Regions from separate parts of the Zea mays genome. Here all the other regions are linked to region 2. The links are chromatin contacts, called in public Hi-C maps. All regions are on one chromosome and are shown on one strand. The core of a region is the stretch at or near the end of the contact, and the rest is flanking DNA. Distances in the headings are between cores, read along the strand shown. Region 1 holds the start of LOC103631696 (pentatricopeptide repeat-containing protein At5g08305). Region 2 holds the start of LOC103631693. Region 3 holds the start of LOC100383320 (Glutamate--tRNA ligase cytoplasmic).

Region 1 (3,270 bases), core at 466-2,965, 300 kb after region 2:
AGAGCCAATCTTTCACTATGATGCCAAAGTCTCTCATCTGCCTCCTTGTACCCTAACTTCTCTACCTCTTGAATCAATTCATGCAGTTTGTCATATATTTCTAGCAGCTGTTCATGCCTTCTTTCGTTTGCAACAAAAACATGTACCAGCCCTCTGACCTCAATCCAACTTCGCCCACCTTCCTTCCTGACCCCATGGTCCCTCATTGCAGTCCATGCCTCAGCCTCCTCATTTGTTTTCCCAGCTGTTGAGTAGACGTTGGCAAGCATGACATAAGCTGAGTCATCCTTGGGATTAATCTCCAGAAGCCTCTGTCCCATGGATTCTGCCATGTCAACCCTGCGGTGAACCACACAGCCCATTAGAAGTGTCCGCCACACTGCTGCATCTGGTTTGCATGGCATTGTACAAGCAAAACTCTCTGCATCCTCTAGATGCCCCACCCGTGCCATTGCACCCACCACGCAAGTATAATGCTCAAGGTCAGGCTTCACGCCGTACTTCGACTGCATTGCTTCCAACCAAAACTTGGCTTCAGTGGCTGCTCCGGCATTACTACATGACGTGAGAACAGCAAGGAATGTTAGCCCATCAGGGGCAAAACCCAGCTTCATCATCTGGTTAAACAGTCCAGTGACCTCCTGCACATCTCCCTGCTGAGCATGAGCAGAAAGCACCGCGTTCCATGTAATCAGGTTTCGGTCACCACCCAACCCCTCAAAAACCTTGGCTGCATCATCCACATCTCCAGCCTTACCATAAGCATCCACCAGGGCGGTCCCAACAGCCACATTTCCATCAAGCCCAACTACCACCGCATGGGCGTGAATCCCACAAGTCTGCTCCAGCACAGCAAGCCCTGCAGCTGCCCGGAGAGAACCGGAGAGCGCATGCATGGTAGAATCAACACCGTTTGCGCGCATGCCAGCGAACACAGAGAGGGATTCTTCGTACCACCCATTCTGTGCGAGCCCAACAATCGTGGAGGAGTAGCAAACGGAGTCCCGATTTGCAACGGGGATTTCATCGAACAGGTGGCGGGCGCATGCCGGGGAGCGGGCTCTGGAGTAGAGAGTAATAAGGCAAGAGGCGGAGTAGGGGGACGACGAGAGGGCGAGCTTGAAGGCGAGGGCGTGCACGTGCGGTGCGATGGACGGCGGCATGGAGCGGAGGAGTGAGGATAGCGGGCCGTCGCAGAGGAGAGCAGGGGACATGCCGAGGACGCGGCGGAGGAGCGGGAGCGCGGAGGCCGGGGAGGAAGCGGAGAGGGAGGAGAGCGAGGAGGTGAGCGAGCCGGCGGTGGGGCGGAAGCAGAACGGGAGGTGGGAGAGGAGGTGCAGCGAGAGCGACGGATGGTAGCGGGAGAAGAGGAGGTTGTAGGCGGCGCGAGAGGACGAGGCGGTCTTGATGAGGACCGCGTGAAGAACGGCCGGGTCGCCGCCAGCTTCGGCCACCGCGGAGGCCGAGGCCCTGAGGGACGCGGCCACGGCGAGCATGGGCGTCTAAGGCGGTGTGTGATGGGCGCTGGTGATCAGCGACGGCGTGGCGGCGGTTTCGGGGTAGGAAAAATTCCTGGTATGCAGATTTTATATTCATTCCTTGTGTGCCACTGAGTGGCATATAGGTATATGTTTTGGTGTTTATGATATGTGAGGCCAGTGGCACACAAGGAACAAGTATATTTTCCAATGGCATACAGCGAATTGGCCCTTCGGGGTATGAGCATGACCTGTTTTAGAGCAGCGGCAACCCGGGAAGGCTGGATTTGAAGGCGTATTCGTTGGTTATCTACTAGCTGACGGTCTCACTGATGCTCATGCCTCCGCCTCCCTGCCCGCCGACGCTGCCGCACCTTCTCCGCCACCTCCGCGGCCGCATGCTCACCACCCAGCTCCTCGACCACCTCATCAGGTCAACCTCATCCTCGCCGTTCCCCTCCCTCTCCTTCTCCGTCTTCATCCTCCTCCTCCGCTCCTCCCTCCGCCCGTCCCACTTCACTTTCCCATTCCTTGCCCGCGCCGCCGCGCGCCTTTCCTCCGCCTCCCTCGCGTCTGCGCTCCACGCGCACCCGCTGCGGCTCGGGCTCCTCCCCGCCGACCTCCACGTCGCCAACTCCCTCGTCCACATGTACGCGGCCTGCGCCCTGCCGGACCACGCCAACCGAGTGTTCGACGAAATCCCGCGCCCCAACCTTGTCTCCTGGAACGCGCTCCTCGATGGGTACGCCAAGTGCCACGACCTCCCCGCTGCGCGAAAGGTGTTCGCTCGGATGCCCCAGCGGGACGTGGTGTCCTGGAGCGCCATGATCGACGGGTGCGTCAAGTGTGGGGAGCACCGCGAGGCGCTCGCGCTGTTCGAGATGATGGAGAATGCTGCCGCCAGGTCAGCAGAGGAGGAGGATGGTGGGGGTGGGGCGAGGGCTAACGACGTCACGATGGTGAGCGTGCTTGGAGCCTGTGCTCAGCTTGGAGACCTCGAGCGCGGAAGGCGGGCGCACCGGTGCCTGAGGGAACGTGGCTTTGCATTGAACCTCAGGCTTGCAACCTCGCTCGTTGACATGTATGCCAAGTGTGGGGCCATCAGTGAGGCAATGGAGGTGTTCTGGGCTGTGCCGGTGGAGAGCACCGATGTTCTGATATGGAATGCTGTGATCGGTGGCCTTGCGGTGCATGGCATGGCCACCAAATCGGTGGAGATATTCCTGGAGATGCAGCGTGCTGGGGTTGCGCCGGATGAGATCACGTACCTTTGTCTGCTGAGCGCTTGTGCCCACGGCGGTCTAGTGGATGAGGCTTGGGAGTTCTTCCGCTCACTTGAAGCGCAAGGGCTCAGACCACATGTCGAGCATTATGCTTGCCTGGTAGATGTGCTTGGCAGAGCAGGACGCCTGGAGGAAGTGTACGGTGTTGTTAAAAGTATGCCAATGAAACCTAGTGTTTCTGTGCTTGGTGCTCTCTTAAATGCCTGTCATTTGCATGGATGGGTGGAGCTGGGCGAGGTACTCGGTAGGCGGCTTGTCCAGTTGCAGCCAGACCACGATGGCAGGTACATTGGCCTGTCCAATATCTATGCTGTTGCCAGACGGTGGCAAGAGGCAAAGAAAGCTAGAAAGGTGATGGAGGATAGGGGTGTAAAAAAGGTCCCTGGATTTAGTGAGATTGATGTTGGTGGAGGGCTCTCCAGGTTCACTGCCCAGGACAAGACTCATCCTGGCTCAGTGAAGATCTATGAGTTGCTGAATCTAATAGCAATAGAGATGAAAATGAAGGA
Region 2 (3,348 bases), core at 609-3,108:
TGCTGTGATGCTTCTGCATCGCAGCCTGGAAGAATTGCTCCAGTTTGCGGATGATACATGGCTCCATCCAGACCCATGAACCCTTCAGCTAACGCCGCTGTGAAGCACTCATCGTAGTCCGAAGTGAGTGGCATCAAGGCGGATGCACTGCTGTTCATCTGCATCGGAAGCATCTGTTCAGCTAAGGTATCCGGAAGCCCCATCTGGTTGAATTGCCCTATGCTGGCCTCATCGGTGGCGGTTGGGTAGTATGCTACTTCTGAAAGGCCATTGATCTGCGGAAGGTCCCCGGTGTCAAGGCCGTGGTGTTGCTCTTGCTCAAGGAGGGCCGTGAGAGTGGCGTCCAAGGATGGCAATGGGGAGTAGGCCGTGGCACCAGCAGCAGCCGGAGCGTCGTCGCTGTAGCCGCAGATAGGAGGGGTGGTAGTGGTAGACGAAGAAACATCGTCATCGGTGGCATGAAATGGACCGGAGGCGGTAGTCGCCGCTTCGAAGAGGTCGTCACCAAGGCCGCCATCGTAGAAGTTGAGAATATGAGCAGCTATGGGGCTTGAAATTTCCTCCTGTAGAATTTCAGAGCGTGACCAAATATGTGAGTCGTTTTATTTTGTTAAATGACTGTTTATTCTAATAACTGAATTACATCTTTATAGGAAGTTCAATCCCTCCCAGTGGAAATAACTGCAAACTCGTCGTGAGAGTAGTGAATATTTCGTTTCAAAAAAAAGAGAGTAGTGAATATTAGACGCATCACTACCTTTTGTTGTAAAGAACACAACTATTCTTTCTTCTTCTTTAGTGCAGCTACTACTCATATGCAATTTCTGAGGGAGGGTCAAAAGCTTGAGATATGCAACCATGCACGTGCGATTTTGATTCTACGTGCCGCTTTCATCGAAGCGAACTACTCGAAATAAGGTCATCTATGTGATTCGGAATAAAATTGCAAAGACGTAGACGGCAGGGACGGGAAAAAAGCAACTTTTATTCTCTGTTAAGGTCCGCCCAAATCTGAATGAAGACATGGTTAGTAATGTTGTGCTTATCTCAACAAAAATGTCTAATAGTTAGTTGACTAAAAATTGTCAGTGAATTTAGCTACTTAACAAATATCTATCTAACTATTAACTAAAAATAATTAATAGCTAAACTGTTAGCTGGTGTGTTTGGATGTCTTAACTAATTTTAGCCACTAACTGTTAGCTCTAGCGCATTCAAACACCCCCTTAGCTTTGGTAGATGTCTTTGCAAGTTGTATCATCTCGATGTTGTTCTGATTTTGGTTTTAATTTAATCTTCCATTATGGAAAAACAAGTACCAGTTGTTGCCATTTTGTTTTAATCACAACCCCACGAACATGCATTGATGCATAGAGACAAGGTGTGTAAGAAACACGGCAGCTAGCAAGAGATCTCAAATAAGGAAGAAATTAATGAAATTGCCTGGGTTGGATTTATTCATAACACCATCGCAAAACCTAACCTACGAAGAGAGCGATCAAAAACTGTGTCGGACGAGAGCTGAGAAGCAATTACAGCGAAGCGATCATCGGGACGAAGCATGGCCGGCAACAACGATGATCTTCAACGCATGCATGAACGAAGAAGATGGTCAGATTAGTGCACACACGGCGCAGCTTTTCGATCGACCGACCGGAGAAACTTTGTCCAATATATATTGATCCTTGACCTTGAGAAGAGAGAAATGGCTCTCGATCCACTTGCGGGTGTAATGGGAGAAGGGAGGGGGCGGCATGTGCGAGGAAGATGTATATATATCGATCGACTTGTTTCCAAGACGACAACATCGTACCGTATGCCACAAGTTTCTCTGCTACAGTTGCGGTCGGGACCACATGACCGAAGAAGCAACAAGTCAGGGAACAAAAACTGGATTATATATCCTATAAATGCTGCATGCATGCATGGTCCAACGCAATGATGCTATTTTAGGTCATGACTAACTGATTAGAGTGTGTTTGGATGTACTAAAGCTAATAGTTAGTGGCTAAAATTAACTAGAGACATCAAACAACCTAGCTAAACTATTAGCTATTTTTAATAAATTAGTTGATAGTTAGCTAACTAATTGCACAACCAAATTCTTTAGCTAACTAACTGCATTCAAACAACCCTTTATTCAGTTTTATTCCTGGCAAGAAGTCATGCACGATGAATTCGGTCGCTCGTCGACAGACCAAATCGTGCGACGACCTCATTGACGAAAACTGCAGACCTATACGTAGTTACGTACATACATACACACAGGGAAAAAAAACGAAGAAGGAAACCAGAAATATATAGTTGGACACGACAGGCACACACATGCATCAAGGAAGGGAGAGAGAGGTTTACAATGTAGGAGGAGCCATCTAGGATGGGCATGCCGGCGGCCGCATCCTCCTCGAAGAGCGTCGTCATGATTTGTATATGAGCAGCCGAGAAGCTGCCGGTCCGCCGCTAGCTAGGATGGGCAGCCTAACCATGGCGAACGCAGGAGCTCGATACTTATAGGGGAGCCGGCCGGCCGGGGAGGGAGAAGGGCAGGGCAGGGCAGGGCAGTGCCGAGCAAGTGCGCGCGCGGGATCGAGCGGGACCTTTGCTATCTTTGGGTGGTGGCGGCCGTACGTACGTCTGGCGGCCCGATGTGATGAACCGACAGATGTTGATAACAGCCCTAATGGAAGCTTGGTTAGAGCAAACCAACCGCTCGACGCGGCGAGAATGTTGGCGTTTACTCCATGCGTGTCAGCGTGTAGCATAAAGTTGAGGGATCGGATTAGTGTCTGTCGTGATTGTTACCTAGCCAAGCCTATACTGGGGAAGACAAAGACGATAGATCTCGGTAATGAATTGAAGTCGACGACAGGGGGCCGGGGTTGGCATCTGGTCGGGTGCTCGATCAGCTTTGGGTCATCTCATGTCTGTCTGTTTGTCTGTCTGTCATGAGCGCCTATCTACCTCTCTCTCTGCAGGTGCAGTGCCCTGGCAGCGAGAGCCGTACCGCGCGCGAGAACATGAACAAAGGCGGTCGGAGGGAGGTGGAAGTGGAGAGCCAGCCAGCCGGGAACGAAAGCGTGAGGCAGGCACTGGAACGGAACCGAATGCCCATCCATCCATCCATCAGTCCCGGAGAAAGGAAGCCCCAAAGGGCGCCAGCAGCCAAAGCGAGCACGTACGGTGGTTTAGCGTTTAGGGCACCCCGCGCCCCCTCTTGCGCTCCTGCAGCAGCAGGTACGTTGCAGAATCTGTCGATCCCCCGTCCCGTCCCGTGGCGGCGTCGCACGAGCGTGTGGTAGTGGTAGCTAGGAGGAGTAGGACAGGACTGACAGGGGATCGAAGCGAGGC
Region 3 (3,320 bases), core at 378-2,877, 330 kb after region 2:
ATCCATCAACAAATAAGCATGCATTTTCAAATTCAGAGCCTGAAAGGAAGGTGGGGGCATATTCAAGCCATTCAACAACCTACAAGTTTATTGACAGCAGCCATTTAGAATTTAGGATATCAAAATAGTCAGGACAATAAGTAACTTATTGAAAAGCAGTTGATGGCAACATACATGCCCAAACTCAATATCATTCTTTCCAGATAAGGAGGCAATTGATGCACCTCTAGCAATGTAGAGGATGATTGGGTTGACACCATGGAGTGATTCTCTATACACAAACACAAACGGTTGAATGAGAAATTATATAAACTCCCAAATGGTGAGTCAAATCAAATAGAAATACATGAAATGAAACTAGATAAAAACAAATCGCACTCAATTATCTGGAAAATTACATATTGACACATTCAGTATCAGGGATTGCCATTACAAAGTTGCAGACCCGCAAGAAACAGGTACAAAATAGCAAAGTAGATGTCATATTAGATATACTCCTGCCCTGAGGATGATAGTAAACTGTGTGAAACACAATAGCTGTTGCAGCAATAATTTGTGGACAACTAACAGTGCAATAGTGCATCAGCCATCTCTAGCTCCAAGCAACAACCCGAGGTTGCCATTAGCAGCATCCCCACCCGTATGAACTGTCCCAAAGCTAACTATGATACAAGTGGTATGCTGCTTGCAGCAATTGACCAAAGAGACATTTTAATAAGGGAAACAGAGCATATACCTGAGCAGGGGCAAAGCTACATGTTACCTTGTGGATGCACATGCACCCCACAAAAATCCACCAAAAATCAGTTATGATAGTCAAATTTTCAGCATATATGCATCACCCACATATCATCCCTATGCACCCACAAGGAAGGTGCACCCCCCATATATTTGCTCTCGCCACTGTACCTGAGAAGAAGAGCAAAGACTTACCCAGAAGCAAACTGTAGGGTGGGTGCCGAGCCAGCAGCGAGGCTATGATTGATGGTTAGGGGTAGACCCACAATCTTTGCAGCACAAATTATCGAAATTGGTGGGCTGTCCTTGGAGAATGACAAAGCTGCCTCCATTGATCTTTTTTCTTAAAAATGGTAGGAACCTGAAACCAGCAGAAATCGACACATAGGCCAGCACAGTGTGAACAATTTAGGATAAACTAAATTACATTAGAATCAAGGTATGCCAGTTCAAGTATGATACAAGCAGTAGAAACTTCAAGTGTTTCACAAAATTATCTTCACAATTTGACAAAGCGGCCTTTCATGGCTGTGGAACCAAGGGCGACCCAGTAAATGACATGGGTGTACACATCTACCCAGATTGAAACAACCGAATTTTGTAGGCTTAATACATGCCCATACACCTTTACCTAGATCAGATCCAAATAGAAATGGTAAGTTAGGGTTTGTTGGGTGCTCGGTTTTGCACAGCAGGAAGGAAAGCCAAGGCCCAAAGGGTGGGCGTACCTTGTGGCGCTCGTCGACAACGAAGAGCCCGAAGACGGCGTAGGGCAGCAGCGACGGCCGCCCAGTCGTCGCCAAGAGGGAGATAGAGGGAGTGCGCACACTGGATACCGGCTAGCCGCCGCCGAAGGCAGGGTTACCACCGGCGCGGATTGGTAAAGTTACTGGTGACTAGTGAGTTGTGACTTGCCCGGATGGCCGGACGAACCCTTCAGTGTCTAGCACTACACAGATCTCTGCATGAGCGACGTGCTGGGCTTCTGTATTGGGCGCACTGTCGCATTGGACCGGGCCGTCTGGCCAGGCCTATCAGGCCTTATCGCCCGCATAGGGTTTGTTGCAAGCAGAACCTATCATCCGTGGCTATAAACGAATTTTAAATTTTTTAGTATAAAATTTTAAAGTCACTGTAGAAACTTACTTTATAGATTCAGGATAAGTTGTTTTTTCAGCTTTCATACTCTTAGTTAATATTCATAAAATAATTAGAGAATCACTACTCAAAAATGTTATCCTGATCCTCTAATTATCAGCTTTCATCCTCTATTTCTATGTCTATATACTCCTCCTCCGTATCTATACTGATCAACCGCTTGCATGCAGTCTGACTGAATAGAGCAGACGATGCTATGCTCTTCAAAGCGTCAAAGGAGAGCTTTTGCAGCAAGTCTAGCGAAACTGACTTCAAGGTGAAGCATATATGGCATGCTCTTCGTCATTAGCCCAAGTGGTGCGCACGATGACGACGTCCAGGGGCGGATCCAGAATTTTTCTATGACCTGGGCCAAATCTACCAAATTTTCTTTCCTTTATTTTATATTAGCTATTTTATGCCGTATTAAATAGAGACTTATATAGAGTTACATGGATCAAGCCCCGGGCCACGGATCGGGTGGCCCGGGGTGTAGATCCGACACTGATGACGTCTCCAACTACGCGAGCGAAAGGTCCAATCTCACCTTGAACGGCGATTATAGCTCCACATCACAGGATAGTGTCTGACCATCACATCATATTGACCATGATAGAGCACGAGATCAACACAAAAGGGAAGAGACGAACAACGAGTAACAACTAGTCTCCTGCATTGGAGAAAAACATGTTGAACAAGCTCTATAAGGCTAGGAAGAGGATAACTTAACCAAAATTATTTGAGTAATTCACCAAGTTGTTGGATTGCTCGGCCACCGATATAAACGATGACATGAAAAGAGTCCATAAGTTGATCTTAAAAGGTTGACCAAACAATGAAAATTAGATTATAGATAATAGAAGAAAAGGTATAAGAGGAAGATGACGATGAGTAACAGTAATGAATTAGTTTTTTTTACGAAATATGTAGCTTTTAACTTTTTTAATATTTTCCTATTTATTTTCTGTTTGAATTATGTAAATTTTTAGTTCATTGTGTGATCCAGTGATTTTAAATAAAATATTATATTATATTTTAAATAACGTTCTATGAAAGAAAAAGATTACGCGGCGTTAAGATGACTGCAGCTAATAAAGCTTGATCATGATCAAGGGTGTGTTTGGTTTGGCTTTTGGCTTTGGCTTTTGCCCCCTAAAAGCCAAAAGCCAACCAAAGGGCTGGATCCAGGAAGCAGCTTTTTCTAAAAGCCGACTTTCTCGTAGTGCAAAACTGAAAGCACCCCTAGACCTGCTTTTAGTGGCTTTTGGATGGAACTGTGAAAACATATATCGAAGAAATTTTAACGACTTTTAGTGGTTTCCACCAAACGATTTTTAGCTTTTTAACAGCACACAACCTACAACAGCTTTTTCCATAGCTCACAGCCCACAGCAACTTTTTTCACAGCCACAGCCCAACCAAACAGACCCTTAGTATGATTGGTT

What was found. A called contact is a pair of places that touch in the nucleus more often than the background predicts.
Region 1: a contact with region 2 is called in a Hi-C map of leaf, with 5 times the contacts expected there. The contact joins the promoter of LOC103631696 here to the promoter of LOC103631693 in region 2. A contact is called at or near these places in 9 of 25 Hi-C or Micro-C datasets (bundle sheath, ear, leaf and 2 more) and 2 of 3 datasets of contacts at active chromatin or transcription factors (leaf and seedling).
Region 3: a contact with region 2 is called in a Hi-C map of leaf, with 6 times the contacts expected there. The contact joins the promoter of LOC100383320 here to the promoter of LOC103631693 in region 2. A contact is called at or near these places in 4 of 25 Hi-C or Micro-C datasets (ear, endosperm, leaf and 1 more).

The regions. Positions count from the first base shown.
Region 1 is chr1:8,915,734-8,919,003 of Zm-B73-REFERENCE-NAM-5.0, forward strand. It overlaps LOC103631696 (pentatricopeptide repeat-containing protein At5g08305), which reads left to right and starts at 1,716. Exons shown (of 2, transcript XM_020545022.2): 1 at 1,716-3,270. The coding sequence starts at 1,811. It overlaps LOC100281446 (vegetative storage protein), which reads right to left and starts at 1,605. Exons shown (of 1, transcript NM_001154364.2): 1 at 1-1,605. The coding sequence starts at 1,496.
Region 2 is chr1:8,614,570-8,617,917 of Zm-B73-REFERENCE-NAM-5.0, forward strand. It overlaps LOC103631693, which reads right to left and starts at 1,859. Exons shown (of 5, transcript XM_008652637.4): 1 at 1,537-1,859; 2 at 1-563. The coding sequence starts at 1,563.
Region 3 is chr1:8,947,384-8,950,703 of Zm-B73-REFERENCE-NAM-5.0, forward strand. It overlaps LOC100383320 (Glutamate--tRNA ligase cytoplasmic), which reads right to left and starts at 1,628. Exons shown (of 7, transcript NM_001361997.1): 1 at 1,467-1,628; 2 at 934-1,099; 3 at 175-271; 4 at 1-79. The coding sequence starts at 1,070.